3 separate regions of the Mus musculus genome follow, and all the other regions are linked to region 2. Evidence: chromatin contacts called from public Hi-C and Micro-C data. All regions are on one chromosome and are shown on one strand. Each heading gives the region's core, a stretch centred on a gene start, on an enhancer-like site or on the middle of the called end of the contact. The rest is flanking DNA. Distances are from core to core; before and after follow the strand shown. Region 1 holds the start of Nova1 (NOVA alternative splicing regulator 1). Region 2 has its middle 210 kb from the start of Nova1. Region 3 has its middle 210 kb from the start of Gm40416.

Evidence for each region. A called contact is a pair of places that touch in the nucleus more often than the background predicts.
Region 1: a contact with region 2 is called in a Micro-C map of the G1E-ER4 cell line, with 5 times the contacts expected there. The contact joins the promoter of Nova1 here to the enhancer-like site in region 2. A contact is called at or near these places in 1 of 15 datasets of contacts at CTCF or cohesin (the G1E-ER4 cell line), 3 of 484 Hi-C or Micro-C datasets (all in the G1E-ER4 cell line), 2 of 115 datasets of contacts at active chromatin or transcription factors (the SCID.adh cell line and embryonic midbrain) and 2 of 9 other capture datasets (adipose tissue and pancreatic islet).
Region 3: a Hi-C map of the G1E-ER4 cell line shows a contact between it and region 2, with 2.4 times the contacts expected there. The contact joins two enhancer-like sites. A contact is called at or near these places in 1 of 15 datasets of contacts at CTCF or cohesin (the G1E-ER4 cell line) and 2 of 484 Hi-C or Micro-C datasets (both in the G1E-ER4 cell line).

The regions. Positions count from the first base shown.
Region 1 is chr12:46,817,080-46,821,737 of GRCm38.p6, reverse strand. Nova1 (NOVA alternative splicing regulator 1) reads left to right here and starts at 2,971. Exons shown (of 5, transcript NM_021361.2): 1 at 2,971-3,122. The coding sequence starts at 2,987.
Region 2 is chr12:46,607,839-46,612,444 of GRCm38.p6, reverse strand. No RefSeq gene overlaps it. Among named protein-coding and RNA genes, the nearest start is that of Nova1, 210 kb to the left of the region's middle. Within about 2 kb of position 2,659, at least 10 of the 459 cell types and tissues checked have an H3K27ac peak or open chromatin away from gene starts, as enhancers often do. A contact at or near this core is called in the G1E-ER4 cell line, where this site is marked.
Region 3 is chr12:46,416,252-46,420,694 of GRCm38.p6, reverse strand. No RefSeq gene overlaps it. Among named protein-coding and RNA genes, the nearest start is that of Gm40416, 210 kb to the right of the region's middle. Within about 2 kb of position 1,509, at least 6 of the 459 cell types and tissues checked have an H3K27ac peak or open chromatin away from gene starts, as enhancers often do. A contact at or near this core is called in the G1E-ER4 cell line, where this site is marked.

The DNA of each region.
Region 1 (4,658 bases), core at 1,722-4,221, 210 kb before region 2:
CCTATAAGAAAGCAGGCTGAGCAAGCCATGAGAAGTAAGTTTGTAAGCAGCACCTCTCCATGGCCTCTGTATCATCTCCTGCATCCAAGTTCCTGCCCTGTTTGAGTTCCTGTGCTGACTTTCCTCATGAAGAAAGGAGAAATGAAAGTGCAAGCAGATAAACCCTGTCCTCCCCAAAGTTGCTTTGGTTATGGTGTCTCACCACAGCAAAAGAAACCCCATGACAAGCATATAAAACTTAGATGGACCATTTTCACAAGTCAATGACAAATACTTTACAAGCTACTTCAGAAATCTTTTTAAGAAATCTAATTCTAGGCTTTCCTTCCAGTTCAATGCTCCACTCTACCAAATGTCCTGGAATGATTTAAGATATCTAGAGCTCTCTTTGCTTATCATTTGTCCTTTTCAGTGCTTCCAGGCAATCTAATGCCAAATAACAGATCTCCCGAACTTCCACTTAAAAATGTCCTCACATATTCTATACACAACATGGGACACTTTGATTACACACTACCTAGGACCTGACTTTTGTTATCTTGACTATCACATATTTACTCAAAACACTGTTTTTCTTTACTTTAGCTCCATAATTTTATCCAGGTTTGTGTATAAATCCTCTAATTTGGTCATGGAAGCATATTATGGTTTCTTTCTACGTTACATATCAAATCAGAATTTGGGAGTTTGGGTATAAACTATTATTAACGTATGTTAACTTACCTGCTTTCTCTTTCAGCCTTCAGCCCACCTTTATTTAGCTATTTTTCAGTTGAGACAAATGAGTCTTTCACACTTGGGAAGAACCCTGAGCCTAACCCTAATCATTGTTGTCTTCCTCCTTAATAGTCATCCGCCGTTCACCGCTGCAGAAAGCAACCAAAATCCCCATGCTTCCTAGACAGGGAGTCAGGAAAAGGTTTAGATTCTTTTCCATTCCTTCTTTCAATCTATCTGATCGATTTTTCTCCCTCTCTTTGAACCAGATGCAGCACATTCTTTGTTAGAAGCCCACATAATCACACTGGAGTCCCTTTATTGTTAGCTTAGCCATCTTTTAAGTGATGTTCTCCGGTAGGGAGTATAAAGAACGTTTTCATTCTAGAAACCTGGTGAATACGTGCCCGCCTTTGTATGTCTAAGAACATTTACCGTAAATATGACGTCTATGGATCGCGTGAGTCTAGAGAGTCCAACAAGTTGCAATCCTTGTTTTAAGCAGAAAAGAACCTGTCTCTAAATTTCTGCAGTCGGCGTTCAGAATGACATAGTGCCCAGTCTGAAAGATTCGGGGATTGAATTAGTAGTTTACTGGTTATTATTTTTAGGTGAGTTTGGATAAATAGTCTCTTCAAAATGATACAGCGTCGCAAGATGGGACAGTACTACTATAGACTGTACCGAATGCAATGGATAGTATGTAAAGTGGTAAACATTTAATGACTGACATAAGGGCTTTTTCCATGACACACTGTCAGAACAGCTTGATTGGGTTTGAAATCAGTTTTTCAGACTTTGGCTTTTCCACTAACCCGGATTCCTAGCATCAGGACTTAAAATACTAACTTGATGCATGACCTTGAACAAAATACCCTGAGTCACTTTCCTTATCTACAGAAGGACTGGACTAGATAACCTCTAGGGTCTTTTATAATGCTAGCTTAGCCACACTTCCCGCATCCCCCTCCCGCCCCCTCCAGTGTGGAAGGGCTGAGGATCAGGATCCTGAAACCGCCCGAAGCTATGTAAGTCGTGGGTGCCCAGATGCCTTCATCTGTGTTTCGTGCAGTGTGTGAAGCTGCGTACACCCTCAGCTGTTGCCTCTTCAGTTTGCCTCCCGGGTCCCTGTGGAGACCACATATCGCTTTATTTATTTATATCCTGGCTTGCTCCCGAAAGCACATAAGGCGCCAAGACACAGTAAGTCCCCGACAGTGTCACACGGTGCGAGAAAGAAATCCTCTGATGACATCTCCTTTAGAAAACCGCCTCCCAGAGATGCTAATGAATGCCTTTTGCCGAACTCTCCGGGTCCCAGCTGGGTTTCTGGTCTCCTGCCTGAGCCGTCCACCCCTCCCCGCGGTCACTCAGACGCCCTTCCCGGACTAGCCCAAACTGTCACCACCAAGTCCCAGCTGGACCAGGATCCCGCCCGGCTCCCTCGCTCGGCTGTCATTGGCTGCTGCTGCCGTCACTCCCCGCACGGCTCCGCCTCCCCGCCTAGCGCGTTTTGTGGACCCCTGGGTTTCCGCGGCAAGCCGCTGACGTTTGCCTGAGCGGCGTTGCCTGGGCCCCGCGACCTTTCACCCCGCCTCCCCGCGGGAGCGCCCCGGCCCGCTCCGCGCCCCCGCCAAGCCCGCGCGCCCCCGCCAAGCCCGCGCGCGCCCGCCGCCCCGCAGGCGGAGACTCCGGCGCGGAGGCCGGCCCCGCGCGGCGCGTGTGGGAGTCGCGGCCCCTCGCGGCCCCCGCCCGCCGCCCCCCACGCGCGGGAGACACGATGAGCGCGGGCGGGCGGCAGCGGCGCGGAGCAGCGCAGGCGGCACACGCGCCCAGGCAGCGGCGGCGGCGGCAGCAGCGGGAGCGAGCGCCGCGTTAGCCGGGTCCGCCGCTCCGGCCGCCCGCGGCCGCTCCTCCTCCCGCTCATTCACTCGCCCTCCTCCCGGCCGCCCGCGCCTCCTCCGCTCATTCACTCCCGCTCTGCCCGCCGCTTTCTTCTCCTTCTTCACCCTCCGGCTCCCACACCCCCTCCATTCCCGCTCCTAGCCGACACTGCACTGCAGCTGCTCCGCGCCCTGCCCCCTCCCCAGTGAGCACATCAGCCACACTGCTCGCCGCCTCAGACTGCTATTGATCCGATTAAAGAAAAAAAAAAAAAAAAAAAGAAAAAAAAAAAAAAAACCTTAGCAACCCCAAACGAGAAAAAAAAAAAAAAAAGCCAAAACAAAAGGGAGCCGCTTCTCCCGGTGCAGCGGCAGGAACTGCAAGCATGATGGCGGCAGCTCCCATTCAGCAGAACGGGACCCATACGGGGGTTCCCATAGATCTGGACCCGCCGGACTCGCGGAAAAGGCCGCTTGAAGCGCCCCCTGAAGCCGGCAGCACCAAGAGGACCAACACGGGCGGTGGGTATCGCTTCCGCCTCCCGCCCCGTCCCCGCCGCCCTCCCGCGCCGTGGCCGCTGCCGCCGGCCGTCCCGCGCCCCCTCCCCTGCACCTGCCCCGGCCCCGTCTCATCAAGATGGCGACCCGGGGTTCTGAGCCGACCCGCTCGCCCCAGCCGGTGCTGGCCCCGGCGACAGGGTCCGCTCCCAGGGCCGCCCCCCGCGAGAGGTGATGGCCGCCTGAAGATGCGCGCTGCATTTAACAGTCTGATCAAATAAATAAATAAATGGCACTTGGGTAGCGGCTTGCAGATGCTGGGGGCACCGGAGACTTTTGCCTCTGTTCATCCCCTTGCTCTGGGCCACAAGTAGTATGCAAAATCTTGATGAGTGCATGCCCTGAGCGCACTTACATGGTCGGTACAAATATCGCATTGATTTGTCTTCAAGGGTATGCATACGAGGGGGGTGTCTGGTACGGTGACTTGTTAGTTAACATCCTGCGCTTCCTCGGAAGATGAGTTATAACGGGACCGCTATCGCTTCTTCATTTGCACTGGAGTCATCTTAACAATGCATCCAATGCATCGAAGCAGAGGTGAATTTATCTCCAGCATATACATTAGAAATGGATGGGGGTCTTGTGAGTGGCACATCGCAAAAAATTCGGAATACTCGTTCCCAGTAAAGAGCTGGATTTACCGCGAAGTTTCCTATTTAAGACGTGATCAGGTTGACGGAAACTAAAGTTTATGGAGTTGGCTTTATTTTCTGAAACATTTCATTTTTCTTTTTTTTTTTTCACGGCTCATCGAACCTCCCCCCGCCCCCGTCTCCGTTTTATGGTTCTTTTGGAGATGGAGCGTTATCTATTTGGTGACTTTGGAGTGTATTTAGAATAAATAACTCGTAAGCTTTTTAGTATTGGCAAGATTCTTCTTAAGGTCTTTTAATTAATGAGCTTAGCCGAGATCATAGTAGACTTAGAAGTGCCGCGGAAATACATCGGGATTACTTAGATTCTCAGTCCACCACATTGACGCTTTTTTTCCCCTTGGCAGTTTCTCACGGCTTGGAATACTCCCTACAGTTTGGGTGGACTATTTTGCAGGAAGATGGTTGTTTTGTATACTTAAAGTCGGATATAGCCAGTGATTAATTGCAGTCTTTTATGTTTGCTATGACAGACAAATTTAGCGGATCACTACTTACAGTGTTGGATTTTTTTTCATCTTCAGTATGTTAAGTGAAGGTTTGTCATGTTCTAAATCTCTGAAGTTTTGTTAAAGGGTCAGTTTCTTTCATTTTGCCATGGTAACCACAGAATTGGAAGACTTTCATGTTTGGAGTAACAACTGGAATTTACTCCCCAGTCTCTATCGTACTGCAAATTGTTAGAACGTGTGAATCCCGAAAACTGGGGAAGATTTTGTAAATGCTTGTTTTTCAGTGTAATTGGTGGTTTTCATTCCTTAAGCATTTTAAAGTGCTGTTTTCTGCAATTCTACGTCCATTGGTTTAGTTGATGTTTTCTCTCTGGAGGGTGGGTTGGGGATTC
Region 2 (4,606 bases), core at 1,410-3,909:
TGAATTAGTTCACTGGGATCTTGATCACAGGTTATCTTCTACAGGATAGTAGACTGGTCTATTATATTGATGATACTATGCTGATTGAACCAAGTGAGCATGAGATAGCAGCCACACTGGAGTTAATAGTAAATCATATGTGTAACAGAGGATGGGAAATAAATAATAAATTTGATCAAAAGTCAAGGACCTGTGATTTTCAGTGAAATTTCTCAAACTCAGTAGGGCATAAAGAATTACTCTATTTTAAGGTCAAGGTTAAGTTGCAGTTGACCTTTCCTAACTCCAAGAACAAATGTACATGTAATGACACTATTTGGATTTGAATGCAGAGCTTTCCCCACTTACGAGTGTTACTCTGGCTCATATATGAAGTGATTCAGAAAGGTGCTAGTTTTGAATAGGTCATGGAACAGAATAAGGCTTTTCCACAGGTCCAAGCTGCTGTGTAAGCTCTGACACTTGGTCAATGATAGAGCAGACCTGATGATATTTCATTTATAAGTGGCAGAAAGTAATAGGGCTTGGCACCTTAGCAGGCCTACACAGATGAACCAGAGTAGAAGTTATGGAGATTTTGGAGCAAGATCCTGCCATGAATGATTTGCAGAAACCTGTTCTTCCACTGACCTGATATTAGGTTTTAGTAGAAACTTAATGCTTCACAGTGGGTCACCAGGTTACCATGTGACTTGAGCTACCCTTCATGATCTGGATTTTATATGACCAACCAAGTCATAAAGCTTAACATGCACAACAGCAATCCATCATCAAAAGGAAGTGGTGTCTATGTGATTGGGCCTAAGTAGGTCTGCATGGCACAGATAACTTAAACAAGGAAGTTAGTCAATTATCTACGATTCTTACTCCTAATATGAGTATTTCCTATCCTCATCGATTAGCCTGGGTCTTATGGGATGAACCCTAAGATCAGTTGACCAGAATAAAAGACTATGGTTTACAGATATAACAGTGGAATGGCCTTTAAAAGACTCATTTACAGACTCACATAGGTGACAGTAGCTTGGAGAGGCTGGGGCAGAGATGTCCGGCAGACTGCAGATGCTCTGAGTCAACCTCTAGTATATGGCAGTTTTCCCCAAAAGCAGGACCCACAGTTCCTGAAATCAAGGATAGAAATGGAAATAGTACCACATTACTCACCATTAACTCTAGTGAAGTACCAACAAAAATTTTGCTTCCCCCTAACGTGACATTATGCTTTGCAGGCTAAATATTTTTGATTCCAAAGGACAAAGTGCTACAGGCAAGAAACACAGAAAACATTCCTTGGAATTTGAATCTAAGGCTTCCCTAACGGACATTTTGGGTTCTTGGTGTCCTTTAGTAAACAGGCTAACAAAGGGATTACAGTGTTAGTGTGGATGGTTGCTCCAGACTTCCAGGCTTCCAAGGGGAAACTGGACCACTTCTCTATAGTAAAGGTAAGGAAGAGTATGGTTGGAGTACAAGAGATACTTTTGGGTGTCTCTTGGTGTTAGAATGTACTGATAAGCTACTTTAGAATAGAGGAAGACAGGAAATACATTTCTAGTGACAAGGAACCACATAGAATCAGTCACCAGTCTGTGTATATTGTATTGCAGACAAAAAACAAACAAAAACCAACATCAAGATGATATACAGATGAATTTTATTTAGCAGTGAAATTCTTACAGACAAATATCATAGTTCCTCTCATATGTGGATCCTAGGTTTTATTTTTTATAAGTGTGTGTGTGTGTGTGTGTGTGTGTGTGTGTGTGTTGTGAATCTAGAACAATCTTAAGAAAGAAGTGGGCCAGAGGAGAAAGGTAATTGAACACAAGTGATGTGAATACAAAATGGATCTGGGGTCACTGGAGAGAGAAAGAGGAGACAATCTGGGGGTGGGCAAGAGGACAAGGAAGAGTAGGAGAGGAAAAAGTCTACAAACAAAACGCATATGAAAATACATATGACAATGGTGCTTATACCTTGTAAGTTACTTATTAAAAAAGAAAAAAAACACTACAGAATAAAGATTAGAAACATTTGTTTCTATCAAGACCTCCTGGTTTTATGAATAAACATGGTAAACACCATTTCCCTCCCCCTGGTTTCTGACTGGTGTCTGTTGCATGAGAGAGGTTTTCAGCATGACTTCACAGCCAACTGAGTTAATCCCCAAGAAGCTCTTCCAGGAGGCCTTGCTTGATTGACCCGTGATGCATGACTCATCCGGTTTGCAAGAACACAGGTCTGCCCTTTCCTTAGCTGCTGATTAGCACCCACCTAGTCTGTCTACTCTGGAGGATTAGGTAGGGGAGAGCAGATGGGCAGAGGAGTGGGGAGGGCGGCTGTGCGCGGGGCGAGTGAGCCTGGCATTCTCCACGTGGACCACTTTATCTGTATGCAGTCAGCCTCGTCCTGTAACCCCAGATAAGGGAAAACTAGCCAGGAAAATATGGAAACAGAAATTCAATTACTGCAGACATTTATTCTTATCTTTTATTTTTAAAAAGAAAAACAAAGGCAGATAAAATCGGGGCTTCCTATGAAACCAAATTCACAGTTTGTCTATGTGCATTTTCTTTTCCCAGAGCCACTAATGTGTTGATGGCCTACATTTTCATTCCCTCCAAGCCCAGGAGGGAAATTCAGAACTTGAATAGACCTTGGAGATCAGTAGTCTTACCCTTCCTCCTCCCTCCCCTTTCTCCTAATAAGGAAACTGAGGCCCCCAGAGGTTAACCGACTTGCACAAGGTCAGATGAGCTCAATTGTCTTCGAAACTCCACACGGAACTTTTTCATTTCCAGCTTTAAATTATTTATTCAGTTTTTGCCATTTTCACTTCATTGAAATGAACTCTCTCTTCTTGCTATTATGTCCTGGAAGCTATTTATCCAACCTGATTTAATTGCATTTTCACGGAATTGTATTACATTTTTTCCAATTGCTATTACATTTTATATTCTCTGTGTTTTTATGCCCTGATGCCAACTGTTAGCAGTGGCCCTGTCCTACTTTATTATTAAATCACCCCAGGTGTTTCTTGGGCCAGGTTTACTTAGATTTTAATCTGGAATTAAAAATAGTAACATAGGTAGATTGTCCTAACATGGGTTCTGGTAGATGGAGAAGCTGAAAAGTCAGAGCTATTATGGTATATTTGAATGCCTGCCATATGGAACTACTGTAAATTAGCATCCACTCTGCTTCAAAATTTCCTTTACTACTTCCCTCTTGCAGATTCCTTTAAAGGAGAGTTTCTCACTTAGGAAATTATTGAAAGCTGCATATTGGGTCAGTCAGCTCCATTTTTTTTTAAAAAAATTGCATAAATTACATAGAAAGACTCAAAAACCATAGCGAGTCTTACATGTCCAAAATGTCCAAAGTATTGCCTTGCTTTCTTGGTGGGTAAACATAAACTGAGGCAATATTTGGCAGCAGCTAAGAGCATGTGAAAATGGTGAGGCAAAAAGAAAAAAAAAAAAAAACCAAACCAAAAAAAACCCCAAAAAACCAAAATACTGCCAAAATCATAGAAAAAAATTTCATTACAACATAAAAAATTGATAAAATGTGTAGCCAAGAAAATGTCCTTTAAAAAAACTAGCACAGAAGAAAAATACCAGCTGCCAATTATGGGGTGGGGGTATTTTGATGTCTGTTCAGACTTGGACTTGATTTAGATGGACTCTAGTGCAATCCACTGTCAGCTAAATTACATGCACCATGCACTTCAAAGGCCTTGTGCTCAATGGGAAGGCCCAGGACCGAGCGCTGTGAGAAATAAATGATTGCACTGCCATGCTGGCTGCCAAGCTGCTTCCATCACTTTTCAGTCGCTAGAAAAAAACCATGGTGTGCAAATGGACATCACACTGTGATAAGGGGAAGGCCAGAAATACACTTGCAACGTGGTGAGCAAACTTAACAGGCAAATCTTTCAGTTTCCATGGACAACTCCACGCTACAGGAAGTAGCTTCGTTGGTGGACGACGTGGTGTAAGTGGTGCGTGAATACGCAGGCCCCTGACACACCTTTCTTATCCAGGTGTGTCAGAGGTAAGGGCTCAGCAGAACTTTAAAGAGCTTTCCTGAAGGCAAGTTCCCTCCAGATATCCACTTTAGTGACTTTGCCATGCATAATGGGCAGGACAGGGATAGGCACGGGAAGCATAATACACCTGAGTGTGTTCTACTGCCTTCCCCAAGAAGCCAGACTGCCAGGCTGAGCTGCCTCAGCCTTCCTTCACGCTGCCTACCTTTCAACCTGTCATCTTGTAGGTGGGTAGAGAGAATCTCTTGTGTATGGAAACATCACCTTTCAATAAAAAGCTGACTGGCCAATGAGCTGAGGCAGGAAATAGGAGGTGGGAGTTCTGTAAGGAGGGGGGAACTCCGAGATAGAGTCAGGTACAGGAGGAGATTCGTTCTGAACTCTGAGGAATAAGGTCTCTCTGTAACCACCACGAGGCGGGACTTAGAACAGAATAAAGGAGATAATAGAGTTAGTTACTAGCTTAGCACATGGGTGGTGTGGGTGGGGTAGGCGGGTGGGCTTGGGGCTGTGGGGAGACTCCAAGCTTTTGCCTAGGCAATTATTCATAAATAA
Region 3 (4,443 bases), core at 260-2,759, 190 kb after region 2:
ACCTGGATTTTGAAGAAGAAGTTCTAGAAAAGCTCTTGCTGCTATAATCCAGTTCTCCTCACAAACAAGCTGGGCTTCTCATCTTAGATCTCTTTGGAGGACAAGGGGTTGGGCTGAAGGACAATAGACAATTCCTGATTCCCCTTTTATGTTGGTCAGAATAACCACTTTATTAGAGACAACTGAAGGAGGAAAAATTTTTTTTTTCAAAAATCCCATTTTCAGTTCAGTTGCACATCTGGCAGGTCAAATATTTAAATCAACGTTGATAAAGTTAACAAGCTATAAGTTTCTTTAACCATACTCTTATCAAATGTTTTTAAAACAGAAACTTCTGATAATATCCCTGAGAAAGATTTAATTATTAAGAATATACTGGGAGGCATTTCTTTTCTCACCTTTTCTTTGTGGCCTTTAAAATATATATTGCGCCGGGCAGTGGTGGCACATGTCTTTAATCCCAGCACTTGGGAGGCAGATGCAGGTGGATTTCTGGGTTCGAGGCTAGCCTGGTCATCAGAGAGAGTTCCAGGACAGCCAGGGATACACAGAGAAACCCTGTCTCGAACCCCCCCCCCTCTCTTTCTATCTCAAAGTCACTACAATGACTAATTTTTTTTTGTTTTTTGTTTTTTTGTTTTTACAGAATGAACCATGATGCTTATTTATTAATGTAAATGAACACATGGGAGGGGAGATGAAAAAGAGATTAATTTTCATTTTTTTTAAAATTTTATATTATGTGCATTATTCTTTGCCTGCATGTAGGAACTAGAACGGAAGACAGTTTTGAGCTGCCATGTGGGTGCTAAAAATTGGAACCAAATCCTCGGGAAGAGCAGTCAGCTCTTAACCACTCAACCATCTCTCCAGCCCTGACTCATCGGATGTTTATCTATTCCCAACACATGTTCCAACCCCAACTAGTCTGACTTTTATCTAGCAACAAAACATGTTTGCTGACACAGCAGAGGCATAGATCTCATGTTAAAGAGAAGTATAGAATATAGGGAAATTTACCAATGTTAGGAAATAAGCCATTTTATAAAGTGCGTGGGGGTTCTTTTGAAGAGCATTGAATCTTTATCCTCATATTTGAAAAAGCACCTAAAATTTGAATGTTGAAAGAAGTGAGTTGTTTAATCAGCAAATGTGCAGAAACTTCATATCTCTTTCCTATAACCTAAATCTGAAGATATTCAATATAGTATATTATTTGGGTTTCTAAAATATTATTTACTAATCACCAGAATTCAGAGTGGTGATTTTTAAATTTTTAATTCCATGTTTCTTCTAGCCACATGCATTGCCTGTCTAAACTTCTTTTGAAATTGTTAATCTCTATTATACTTCTTTGAATTTAACTGAAGACAAAATAGCTTGCTTTTGGATGTCTCCATATAATTACAATTTAATTTTGTCTGGTTGATATGCTAAAGATAATGGCTTCTATTTTGCAAAATGAGACCCAGCTCCATGCGGCACCACTGCCAGAGCCTCTTTCAGATGCAGAAGCCAACTGTTCCCTCATTCCTGTAGAGTGCGTGCTTCCAGATTTTGGCGGTATTTCCATGGCTAGAACAGAATGAAAATTTCCCCCCATGTCTATAAAAATGCTAGCTTACCTCTTCAGTGTCGTGCACTGAGAACTGCCCTCTGTGATTCAATGGGACAGACAGCAAGCTGAAGGTTCTCAATTGCCTCAAAACTGGTACGAGGATGGAGAGCACTTGTTTTTAACCTGTTCACTCTATTGTCTTTACAAGTATTGCCGCTGCTCTGCTATAGTCACTGTCACAGACTGAGATTTTGAGGGCAGTTGCTTGTCCACCACTCATAAATGTTCAGCATCACCACATCTTTGTCCCATAATCTAAATTTCCCACAGTAGACTCATAGCTCTCATATTAGCATCACACTATCTAGACAGGAGTGCTGTTTTTCAGGCAGAAAAGGTCTGTCTTTTTCTATCCGAGCCCCGTCTCAGAGCTGTTTTTGTTGGATTTACATGGCGTTTGGATTCTACATCAGTCTATCCCTGCCTGTGAATTGAAAAGGCACTGCCCATAGAACTAGGAATGGATTGTTGCATTTGAAGGCACAGCAACACTGTTGTCAGATGCTATCGTATTAAAATGCACTAGAAAGGGAAACAGAAGACTGTCTAATCCCAGGTTTGAACATGGTATGCTCAGACTTCGGGCAATGATTAAAATAAATTAAATTTAATTTCACTTTTATAAATATACCTGATGGAGTCTAGAGGAATTTAAAACTAATCAGGTGTTAGTTCATTCTGGAGCTTCCCCCCCACCCGATCAATCTGTTTATCTCTTGTTTTTCTCCCTCTTAATCTGGATTTGAGGTAATACTTTTTAAAGGTAGTAATAACCTTAATAAAGGGAAGTTTATAAATTCAGGTAATGAGAAAATTAGAAAAAATTCTTAAATATGCAAATACCACATTAATTGTCTACAGTTGCTAAGATCCATTTACTTGAATACATGTATAAAGATATGCAGAATTATGACAAAGGAAAGAAAAGGCCTCCCTAAGATTTCAGCATCTAGAGAGAGACAGAGACAGAGAGAGAGAGAGACAGAGAAAGAGAGAGACAGACAGAGAGAGTGAGTGAGAGAGAGAGAGAGTGAGAGAGACAGAAGAGACAGACAGAGAGAGAGAGAGAGAGAGAGAGAGAGAGTCAGGTGAAGGACCTGGGAACAAGTTGAGAGTCTCCTGTGATGCTGACATAAAATAGAAGAAACATATGAAGCACTCTGGCACTATGGAAAACCCCAGTGTGATAAATCGTTTTCACTTCCTGACTGCAGTTGCTTCCAGTTCCTACTCCTTTGCCTTGCCTATCACCAAGGAATTTACCTTTGAACTGTGGGTCAGAATAACCCTTCCTTAAGTTACTAAAACAAAATAATCAATCAATCAAACAAAAGCTCCCATTTTAAAAATAGTTCCATCAATCTTAACTTAAAACAAAGTAAGAGAATGAGATTAAATTTATGACCATCTGGCAGAAGGGTAACTGGTTACCTTTGCTAACTAATGGCTTAAATTCACTACCCCTCTCTCAATCTTCTTGTTACTAATTTCTGAGATACAATAAAAGCCCAAAACCTGATCTATTTTCATGTATGCTATTTATAACTTAATAATTTGTCAAAAATGGTTTAATAACTCTACCTCTTTTTCATCATTATATTTGACAGGTGCCAAAATGATAAAATGGCTCAAAATATGACCCATGTGATAATTGTTTTAATCTCACTAACTTGACAAATAATGTGATAAAATTATTATTTAAAATTCAGAATAGAGCTTGTGAAAGATGGTATCAAGTACTGTATCAAATGCTTGAGCATGTTTTTAATTGGCAAAACTTTAATGCCATTAAGAGTTTTGCATATGCTTCAGCTAGCTTTTGTGCAGTTGAGAAAAAAAAATCAATACCCATCTGTCACTGTGAGTGGAGCACATATGGTAACAGAAGACCTTAAAATACATCAGACGTGGCTTCTATTATCCAAGTCTCTTTGGCTCCAAAAGTAGTTCAGCCACCTTGATATTGCTTTGGCTTTTAGAAGTTTAATTTTACCAATTAAAATTGTTATTTTATGTGTAACTATGACAATTCCACTTCTGTTTCTCTGCTGTTATTAATAGTCATTAGGAGAAATTCTGAGCGCATGTAAACTCTGTCTGAATTTATGTTTTGAGCTCTCACTGGCAATGGCTCTGCCTTCAAGTAGACGTCTATCTCAGATGGGCAAGTGATCAGTGTCTGCAGGGGCCATTTGTAGGTGCCTTCTGACCTTTCTGGAACTGTCCTAGTTTGACATACAGTTTACAGCACCAAACTTGAATGAATAAATGATCCAGTTCCCAGATTTTTACAGTCAAAGCACTGAAGTGGATTTTATAAAGGTATTTTTGACACGAGGAACAAGGTGATGTACAATCAAGTCTTCTTCCTTTAACATTCTTAAGTGGCTACTCCACAGCAGATTTTATGCTTGAAACCACATGGAAGAAATAGAGTCTCATGACATTTGAACATTAAAATGCTGTGGAGGCTATAGATACATGAGCAGGACAAGAAAGAGGCTCCCTGCAGATGCACAGTACAGAAATGACTCCTGAGGGAAGGCAACAAAGACTTTAAAGGAGAGGAGGGGTGGGAAGTCATCTTAAGCAACACAAGGAGAATCCTGCTGCTGGAGTGCACCATGGTGCAGCTTCCATGAGGGGGAACTGTGGTGATGCAAGTGATTTAAGCAATTCCTTATTCCATGCATTGCAAGTAGCAGCCCCACAAATTCATTTGTTACACACACACACACACACACACACACACACACACACACACACACACACACACCATGTGCAGATGCATGCTTGTGTGTGTTAGAAAAAGAGAGAGAGGGAGG